2 separate regions of the Danio rerio genome follow, and region 2 is linked to region 1. A link is a contact called in public Hi-C data. All regions are on one chromosome and are shown on one strand. Each heading gives the region's core, a stretch centred on a gene start, on an enhancer-like site or on the middle of the called end of the contact. The rest is flanking DNA. Distances are from core to core; before and after follow the strand shown.

Region 1 (4,802 bases), core at 739-3,238:
GTTCAGTGCTGTTCAGTGTGCTGTTCATCCTAATGTGAAGTGAATCTTCTCCAGTGTGGATTAGTGTGTGTCCATCCTTGTTAAAGCGGCTTTACACAGCAGCAGAAATTAAACAGAGGCAGAATAACTTCATTAAGTCCCGGAATGTGCCCCTTTAAGAAGTTACAGAGTAAGAGTGTGAATAATTTGATGTGGCCAGATTGAACCAAGCAGCACTGCGAGTAACAGCAGTTGAGTAATCAGATTACTTTTCTGAAGTCACTGGTAAATGAATCCATTACTTCTTCATTATATATGATGAATACAGAGCACAGAGGCGCACTCATCTACATCTCTCTGACTCATATTTACTCCAGGTTATCTGGAAGTGTTGATTTTATCCTCTTCTGTTTCTCGTTGGATGGAAACGCTGCTTCATTCACTAATGTATGCATTATTCAGGTTTGGTGCAGGGGTCTAGTTTGCATATTTATATGGAAACACAGCTGCTGTTGGTGGTTAGTTGTGTCATCTGCATTAATCTGATGATCTGTGTGAACTACCTCTCCAGTTTACACACTACAGACTGATGAAGGTCCTCTAAGAGCTCATACCCAGCCTAATTAAGCCTTCTGCTCGTTCTCTTACAGCTAGTTTGGGTCATTAGTTAAATAAACCTTGCAGTGATGCCACATCCAGTACATATGTAGAGTAAATCAGTAGGAAAATTAGCTCTGCTGTCTGTGCTTTAAGGACAGAAAACAAGACAATCGCTCCATCTGACCATCTGAAGCAGCTGATGCAGACAGACAAGCTGTGCTAGTGAACATGCCGTGCTTTCTATAAACACACACACACACACACACACACACTCACACACTCCAGCACCAGAGAAGCAGATCTGCAGTGTTTGAGGACTGTTGATTGTACACTACTGACGCATTAAAACTACTATAGTAACCCGGATGAAAAGACTGTTACTATAGAAACACAATTATAACAGTTGATCTACAGGTGATTCTACAGTTGCTATGGTAACACAACAACTACAGTAATTGATCTGTTGTGGTGATTCTACCGTTTCTATGGTAACACAGCAACTACAGTAATAACTCTGTTGTGGTGATTCCACAGTTGCTATGGTAACACTACAACTACAGTAATTGATCTGTTGTGGTGATTCTACAGTTGCTATGGTAACACTACAACTACAGTAATTGATCTGTTGTGGTGATTCTACAGTTGCTATGGTAACGCTATGGTATGATCTGCTGTATCCCCCACAGTCCAAACACATGCGCTATTGGGAAATGGATGAACTAAACTGGCCGTAGTGTATGAGTGTGTGTGTGAATGAGTCTTTATTGGTGTTTCCCAGTACTGGGTTGCAGCTAGAAGCTATGTAAAACATATGCTGGAATAGTTGGTGGTTCATTTCGCTGTGCCGACCCCTGATAAATAAAGAGACTGAGCTGAAGGTAAATGAATGAATGAATTAGCAGGCGTTGTTTTTTGCCTGTCTGTAAAATGCATCTTGATTTAAGAATATCTGGATGTTTGGACTGGGAACAAGACAAAAACTCCATGCAAGAAAAGCATTTGTGCAATATACAGTATACTCCAATAATGGAGTTAGCTGATATGTAACATCAAACATGTGCATGCTCATCACCAGAGTGTCATCAAGCCATCTGAGAAACCCATGACAATGAATCAGACTGTGTCCAACACACTGGTGTCCTCTAAATCTGCTGTATCTCCTCACAGACCGGCATGAGGAGGATGTTTTCAGCTCTTTTGAATATTGCTCTTTGTTTATTTTGCTCATTTGCCTCGACTGTGTTCAAGCCTAATCCAGATTGGATGCTGAGCTCACCAGGCAAATGCATTCAAATGACGTTTTTGTAACTTCTGTTCAACAGAAGTGGACAAAAAAGGGCATGATGCGGTGTGTGCCTGGCTTTGGCTTCAGAGAAAACCCCCAGAGCTCCGCACATCAGACCTTTCCATCTGTGGAGAAACATCTGCTCAGACCTACAGGTACTCAGACGTGTGCTCTGGTGACAGTAGAGCTGCTCCATCAACAGCTGTTGTTAAAGAGAGACAGGTACTGTTAGTGAAGGTGTAAAAGTGTTGGTTTAAAGCTGAATTCTGCTTTCAGTCTCGCACACGCCGCTGAATCATGCAGAACACGTTCCGCGCCGTCACAAACTCTGCAGGAGTCCTCATCTGGAGGATCGAGGTAGGCTGATCACACACTCATTTATGAACAATAACTCTGGTTATGTAGATACATGTGGTGCTTCTGGGATTTAACACATTGTGTTGGTATTTAGTAGTGTTTTTTCATTGTTAAACTTCTTATTTTCAATCATTCTACAGTTGCAATCAAACGTTTTCACCCCCCTGATCTTCAAGACATTCTGCTGCTGTCAACAAACTTTAGGAAAACTATTAAGAAAAGATGATCAGTATAAATGAAGCACTCTGAGGACTTAAAGATGAAGCAAAGTAAACCGTCAGAATTATTCAACCCACAAGTTACACTTGATAGAAAATCTTTCATTTGATATTATCACAGCTCTTTACCTTTGGTCATTTACTAGACACTTTTAACTAAAGTGACTCACAGAGCGGCGGCTTCAAGAGAGACCGCTAACACAAAACTCCTGATTTTGTTAGCAACATTCAACCTAGAGTAGGGAGGCAGTAAGAAATGTAAGTGCTTTATTACACAAGTTAAAATGAGCTATTTGAAGATTGTCAGAGATTCTGTAGTCTGTGTGGGTTCGAGGAGATCATTCCACCAGTGAGGAACAGTGAATGTAAAGGTTCTGGAAAATGGTTTTCAGTGTTTCTGTGAGGGAACCGCGAGCCGGAGCTCACTGTCTGACCGAAGGCTTCTGGATGGAATGTAGAGTTGCAGAAATAAGTGAAAGTATAAGAGCAGAGCATGTGGCCATTCTGTATGTGAGCATCTTGAAACTCTTGATATTCAGAAAAGATTCCACTGCAGTCTCTGTATCACGTGTCTGTCCTGAGTTCATTTGTCTTGTTTCCCATCATCAGTTGGACACTCGATTTATTTAAACTGTCATTATCTTTTACATTTAAGTCCTTCAGTTTCATCATTCTCTGGTCTTGCCTGTGTTAATGTGTGTGTGTGTGTGTGTGTGTGTGTGTGTGTGTGTGTGTGTGTGCTCTTCAGTTGGATTTGCTGAATGCTCTAGGACTGAACAGGATATTCTTGTATGACAGAAAACAGAGCTCAAAGACAAACATTTCTGAAGCCTTTTTCTTCTCTTTTGCTGTCATGGTGCCAGCAGATCAACTCCTCAGTCGATTCCTCGAGTCTTCCTGACTCGTAGACAGCTGTCTTTACAAGTTCTTATACACTGAATTAACTCCATGATCATGGCTAAACTGTCTAGGGAAGATCCTCAAGGTAATTTTGACTCAGTGATCAGTGATTGCCAACACGAGTGACAGGGTGGATCATCAAAGCCTCGAGGCACACCTGACAGTGTGGTTGTGGAGCATGAGGACAGGAGGGCTCAGACTCGCACTGTTGAGGCTGAGCTGCAGTCAAACTCTGGGAACTATTCTCAGGCTATGTTGCATTGTTATGAGGGTTAGAATTGTGGGTTTTCCCCATCTCCACTGGTCCTATCCAGCTCCTTATCCTTCTTTTTTTTGGTCAGCTGTAAATATCCCCACCCAACCTCCATCTCCCCCCTTTTCTCATGTTATTCCCCATCACAGTCTCACTCTTAGACCTCTCCCTCTGGTGGTGAGAAATCATAGCGAGACTTCCAGGGACCAGATCCATGCTGTTTTGAAGACCCACAGTCTCTGCCTTTATCCTTCAAGCTGCTGACACCACCTGCAGACCCATCTTTTCTACCTTGGGTGCATGCCCCTTGTCTCTCTTGTGAATCCACCATGGTAGGACATCATCCCATCACCACCTCAGGACTCCACCCATCCGACTGCACATCATGCCTCTGGCTCTTTTGGGCCCTATTGGGCTCCTCTGTCCCCTTGCTCTACCTGCAGACCCTTTGCCAACCCCTTTGCATAATGCTCCCTTATCATGGTCAATTGGGTTCCCTCATTTCACTGATTGCACCTTGGTAAGTCATCATCCCATCTCCACATTGGGACTCTCTTAACTTAATGCTCTCCGTTGGGCTACTCCATCCTATTAGCCCTGCTCGGCTCCCTTGTGTCCACTGTGGTCCATCAGGTTTCCTCATTTCTCTGATTCCACCTTGGTAAGCTGTCATTTCGTCTCTATCTTGGAACTCCACTCCTTTGACTCAATTGGTCTCCATTGGATTCCTCCATCCCACCAGCTCTATCTGTAGACCCATCATCTCCACCTTGGCTCAATGCTCCCTTGACTCCATCATCTCTCCAGCTCTACTGGGCTCCCTTGATCCTCCAATTTCTTGATTAGTTGTTACAACATCTCTAACTGCACCAGATTATTCTGTCCCCCATTGGAATCCTCCTGCCCGTCAGCTCCTACTTGGTCCTCAGTTACTCTTTGAGTCTTCTAGACTTAGTCACCAGCATCACCTTGGGCCTCCCAACCCCTTTGTATCTCCACCTTGGGCTCCGCCACCATTGGCTTCATCTCCATTGACAACCCTCCACCCTCCCACCTGGGTGTCTTCATCTCTATCTCCACCTTGGCTCTTCTGCCACTGCCTTCACCATGATCCCTTGTCCTGGTTGGGGTCTGGGTCCACTCCCTCCCTCTTTTGAGGAAAAGGATTGATGTGAATATTGTGAAATGAGGAATGCACCTGATATAATCA
Region 2 (4,802 bases), core at 1,716-4,215, 85 kb before region 1:
GTAGTGTACTTTACTTTTTACTACAGTAAACTGTGGTGTAAAGCAGAATAATATACCCTATAGCTGGAGACAACTACAGTACTGGCTCATTTGTTTATATTACTGTAGTTGTTGTGTTACCATAGCAACTGTAGAATCACCACAACAGGTAAATTACTGTAGTTGTTGTTACCATAGCAACGGTAGAATCACCACAGCAGATCAATTACTGTAGTTGTGTTACTATAGCAACTGTAGAATCACCACAGCAGATCAATTACTGTAGTTGTTGTGTTACCATAGCAACTGTAGAATCACCACAGCAGCTTAACTCAAGTGCTTTAGTATAGTATGGTTCATCAACACTACAGTGTTTACTGTAAGATAGTGTTTGGTCATGTGCGCTTGATGACTGAAGCTAGCCGCCATGTCTAATAAAGCATGTAAAGGTCAGTCTGCAGCTCAGTAAATGGAGCTTTTTAAGTCACATGTGGAGTGAAATCCTCTCATGTCCAGAGCGAGTTGAGGAGTGTGGGCTGGTGTGACATGAACACAAACTCGCGTCATAATCAAACCAGCTTTTCAGGATGACTCAGCAGGTAAACAGATGACGACAGAGGTCAGGTGTGAGCGCAGGTGAGGTCAAAGGTCACATTCCTTACATTCTAGCCCTGAAGACATCTGAGTTTTAGAACAGTGTTATTTTAATCTGTATCACTTATAATACAGTTTTAGCTATCATAGTATCAGTCTTTAGTGTGCACCCAGCCTGAAGTGCAGCAAAACAGAATATTGACATGTTGAAAACAGAAGTCATGTTTAAATATGCAAATGAGGCATCTGAATCTAAAGTCAGGGTTAAACGATTGCTTGATTTTATTTCTGTTTGTGAATTACACAAAAAAAACCTGCTCTAAATAATGTAACTGACACACTGAGATGTATATATTTCCAGTACACTGGGTTAAAGGAAATATGTGTGTATTAGTGTAAGATCTAATACAAATATAGCAGAAATCTACAGAAATAAAGAGATTAATGCCAAAACAGAGCAAGACTAATCACTGTATTTCCTCTTTGAGCAATTATAAATCCCCCATTTACTTTGTTTTTAAGCGATACACATTAAAGACTCTGTAAATGATGAGAAGATAAATCAGTGCTGTACTGCCGCCCTGTGTTCATCAGAGCTGCTCCAGTGTCAAGCACACTTCACATTTAATCCAAAACCCTGCTGGCAACCATTTCCATGCTACTAGCACTTATTGTAGGATAATACTATTATTCCTTTAGGTGCTAGCACTTATTCATCAGCTTTACTGCGCATTCTGTAGACAACAGTACAGTTTTCAGATTCTAGATATGTGATATTTCAATATATATATACTATTAGAATATAATCAGTGGCTCAGTAGGTAGCACTGTGGCCTCACAGCAAGAAGGTCACTGGTTTGAGTCTCGGCTGGGTCAGTTGGTGTTTCTGTGTGGAGTTTGCATGTTCTCCCCATGTTGGCGTGGGTTTCCTCCGGGTGCTCCGGTTTCCCCCACAGTCCAAACACATGTGCTATAGGGGAACTGATCAACTACACTGGCACTAGTGTATGAGTGTGAGTGTGAATGAGAGTGTATTGGTGTTTCCCAGTGATGGGTTGCAGCTGGAAGGGCATCCGCTGAGTTAAACATATGCTGGATAAGTTAGCGGTTCATTGCACTGTGGCGACCCCTGATTAATAAAGGGACTAAAGTAAAGGAAAATGAATAAATAATCACATCCAAAATAAAAGTGTGTTTTGACATAATATATGTGTGTGTGTGCTGTGTATATTTATTATGTATATATAAATACACACATACATGCATATATCATATAATATATTTCATATTTAGATATAACATATATATTTGCATATGATACAAATTAAATATAAATTTGAATATCTCTGTAAACAATGTAGTTTTTTTTCTGTATGTGTGCCTATGACATGCATAATAGATAAATAAATATATATATATATATATATATATATATATATATATATATATATATATATATATATATATATATATATATATATATATAATACACACATTTGGATGCAATTACTCAGATTTAATCATTGCACAGCACTAATTTATATTATATATTACCTATTATTTTGGTTCATTTTTAAAAGATACTCGTAATAATTAAATATTGGCTGTATCACCAGTACTTAATTGTTAGACACTATTAAAGAGACATTAGAGATGATTCATTAGAAACTAGTTATTATATTTACTTATTTATTTATATTATTTAACTTCCTTAACTGTTAATACATTTAATAATTTATATATATTAGTAATATTGTTAAATATAGAAGATATTTCAGTGTTTGTCTTGTTATTATAGCTACTCCGGCCTGCCGTGTAACGCTGCTGTCTGGACCGGCCTGTCCTGTCTGCTTTATCACTGATTGATTTTCCGCTTCTGTGAACTGAATCTTCATCATGACTTGCAGTTCTGATTGTAAGAGATTTAAGGGATAGTTCACTAGAAATTATTATGTCATCATTTACTCTCCTCAAATGATTCAAACAAACAAACAAAGTATCAGGTAACCATTGACTTCAATAGCATTTGTTTTTCCTCAATGGTTACCGGTTTTCAGCATTCTTCAAAATACCTTCTTTTGTGTTCAACAGAATAAAGAAACTCATGAAGGCTTGGAAACACTTGAGGAAGAGTAAACAGTGAGTAAATGTTTAATTTTTGGGTGAACTTATTTTTTTAAATAACATTTTAATAGTATAAAATGTACATGCCAGGGGGTAAGTATAGATTAAATTCAAGTATACAGAATGTACATATGTAATAATCAAATGAAGACATTGTAGAATTCACCAAGTTATAAAGTCTGTAGGGCTTTCTTAGAGAATGTTTGGGTGAACTGTCCCTTTAATGACGGGAGCGCGTTTCCTTTAAGACGCATGACGCTGTGAGTGACGTCTGCGCACGCGCCAAACACGGCGGGTAAATTGAACGCTGTTGCTAACCAACCGCCAGCCCGCGGTGAGCGATTATCTCCGGGTTAACAGCCCTGAAGCCGGCTTTATCCTCTTTATTTGTGCACATCTTCGTCCGCGTGTCTCCCGTGGGTTACTGGAGAATCTCACCGTCTGGAGGACCGCAGCTCTCACAGCAGAGCGGATGTAAACAAACAGAAGATCCGGTTTCATTCATTCACCAACGCTGCAGTTCTTCATCATCAGAGAATAACATGAGCTCTGCGCTGGTGTGTGTGTGTGTGTGTGTGTGTGTGTGTGTGTGTGTGTGTGTGTGTTTCATTTGTTTGTATGTGAGTGTGTGAATGAATTAGTGTGTGTTTGAGTTGAGTTAGTGTGTCCTCTTTATTTGTGTGTGTGCGCATGAGTAAGTGTGTTATTGTGTGTGTAAGACATGTAAGTGTAGGCAGTGTGAGTGTGTGTGTGCTCTTCATTTGTGTGGTTGTATGTGTGTACTCTCTCTGTGTGTGTATGTGTGCATGCTTCTCATTTTGTGTGTGTGTGTGTGTGTGTTTCAGGATGATCCGACACTCGAGCGCAACTTTAAGGGCCACAGAGATGCGATCACCAGCCTGGACTTCAGCCCCAGCGGCAAACAGATCGGTAACTTACACAGATAATAACATTTACACCAATAATAACAATAGCACAGATAATAACAGCTGGTAGATAATAACATCTACAATGATTATAACATTAACACTGATAATAACATCTATATGGATAATAACGGCAATAACATACTTCATTGATAATCTATACACGATACTAGCATATGCACAATAATAACATTCACTAATAATAACATACACCAATAATAACCATAATAACAGCTATACTGATAATACCATCTACACCAATAATAACATCTAAACAGATAAAAACTATGATACCGTGTACAACAATAATAACATAACATTGATAATAACATTAACACTGGCAATAACATTACACTCATAGTAGCATTAACAACATTAATAACATTAAACTCATAATAAAATTAACACTGGTAATAACATAACTCTCATGATAACATTAACACCGGTAATAACAATACACTCATGATAACATTAACACCGGTAATAACAATACACTCATGATAACATTAATACTGGCAATAACATTACACTCATTATAACATTAACAACAGTAATAACAATACACTCATGATAACATTAACACCGGTAATAACATTACACTCATGACAACATCAACAACAGTGATAACATTACACTCATAACATTAACACCGGTAATAACATAACACTCATGATAACATTAACAACGGTAATAACATTACACTCATGATAACATTAACAACGGTAATAACATTACACTCATGATAACATTAACAACGGTAATAACATTACACTCATGATAACATTAACACCGGTAATAACATTACACTCATGATAACATTAATACTGGCAATAACATTACACTCATTATAACATTAACAACAGTAATAACAATACACTCATGATAACATTAACACCGGTAATAACATTACACTCATGACAACATTAACAACAGTGATAACATTACACTCATAACATTAACAACGGTAATAACATTACACTCATGATAACATTAACACCGGTAATAACAATACACTCATGATAACATTAATACTGGCAATAACATTACACTCATTATAACATTAACAACAGTAATAACAATACACTCATGATAACATTAACACCGGTAATAACATTACACTCATGACAACATTAACAACAGTGATAACATTACACTCATAACATTAACAACGGTAATAAC

The links. Hi-C and Micro-C count contacts between places; a contact is called where the count stands out from the background.
Region 2: a Hi-C map of hematopoietic stem cells shows a contact between it and region 1, with 2.9 times the contacts expected there. The contact joins the promoter of poc1a here to the promoter of avil in region 1. A contact is called at or near these places in 5 of 18 Hi-C or Micro-C datasets (caudal fin, embryo, hematopoietic stem cells and 1 more) and 2 of 4 datasets of contacts at active chromatin or transcription factors (caudal fin and embryo).

The regions. Positions count from the first base shown.
Region 1 is chr11:206,661-211,462 of GRCz12tu, reverse strand. It overlaps avil (advillin), which reads left to right and starts at 1,988. Exons shown (of 20, transcript NM_001040365.1): 1 at 1,988-2,019; 2 at 2,141-2,221. The coding sequence starts at 2,162.
Region 2 is chr11:292,534-297,335 of GRCz12tu, reverse strand. poc1a (POC1 centriolar protein A) reads left to right here and starts at 2,965. Exons shown (of 11, transcript NM_213049.1): 1 at 2,965-3,254; 2 at 3,543-3,627. The coding sequence starts at 3,240.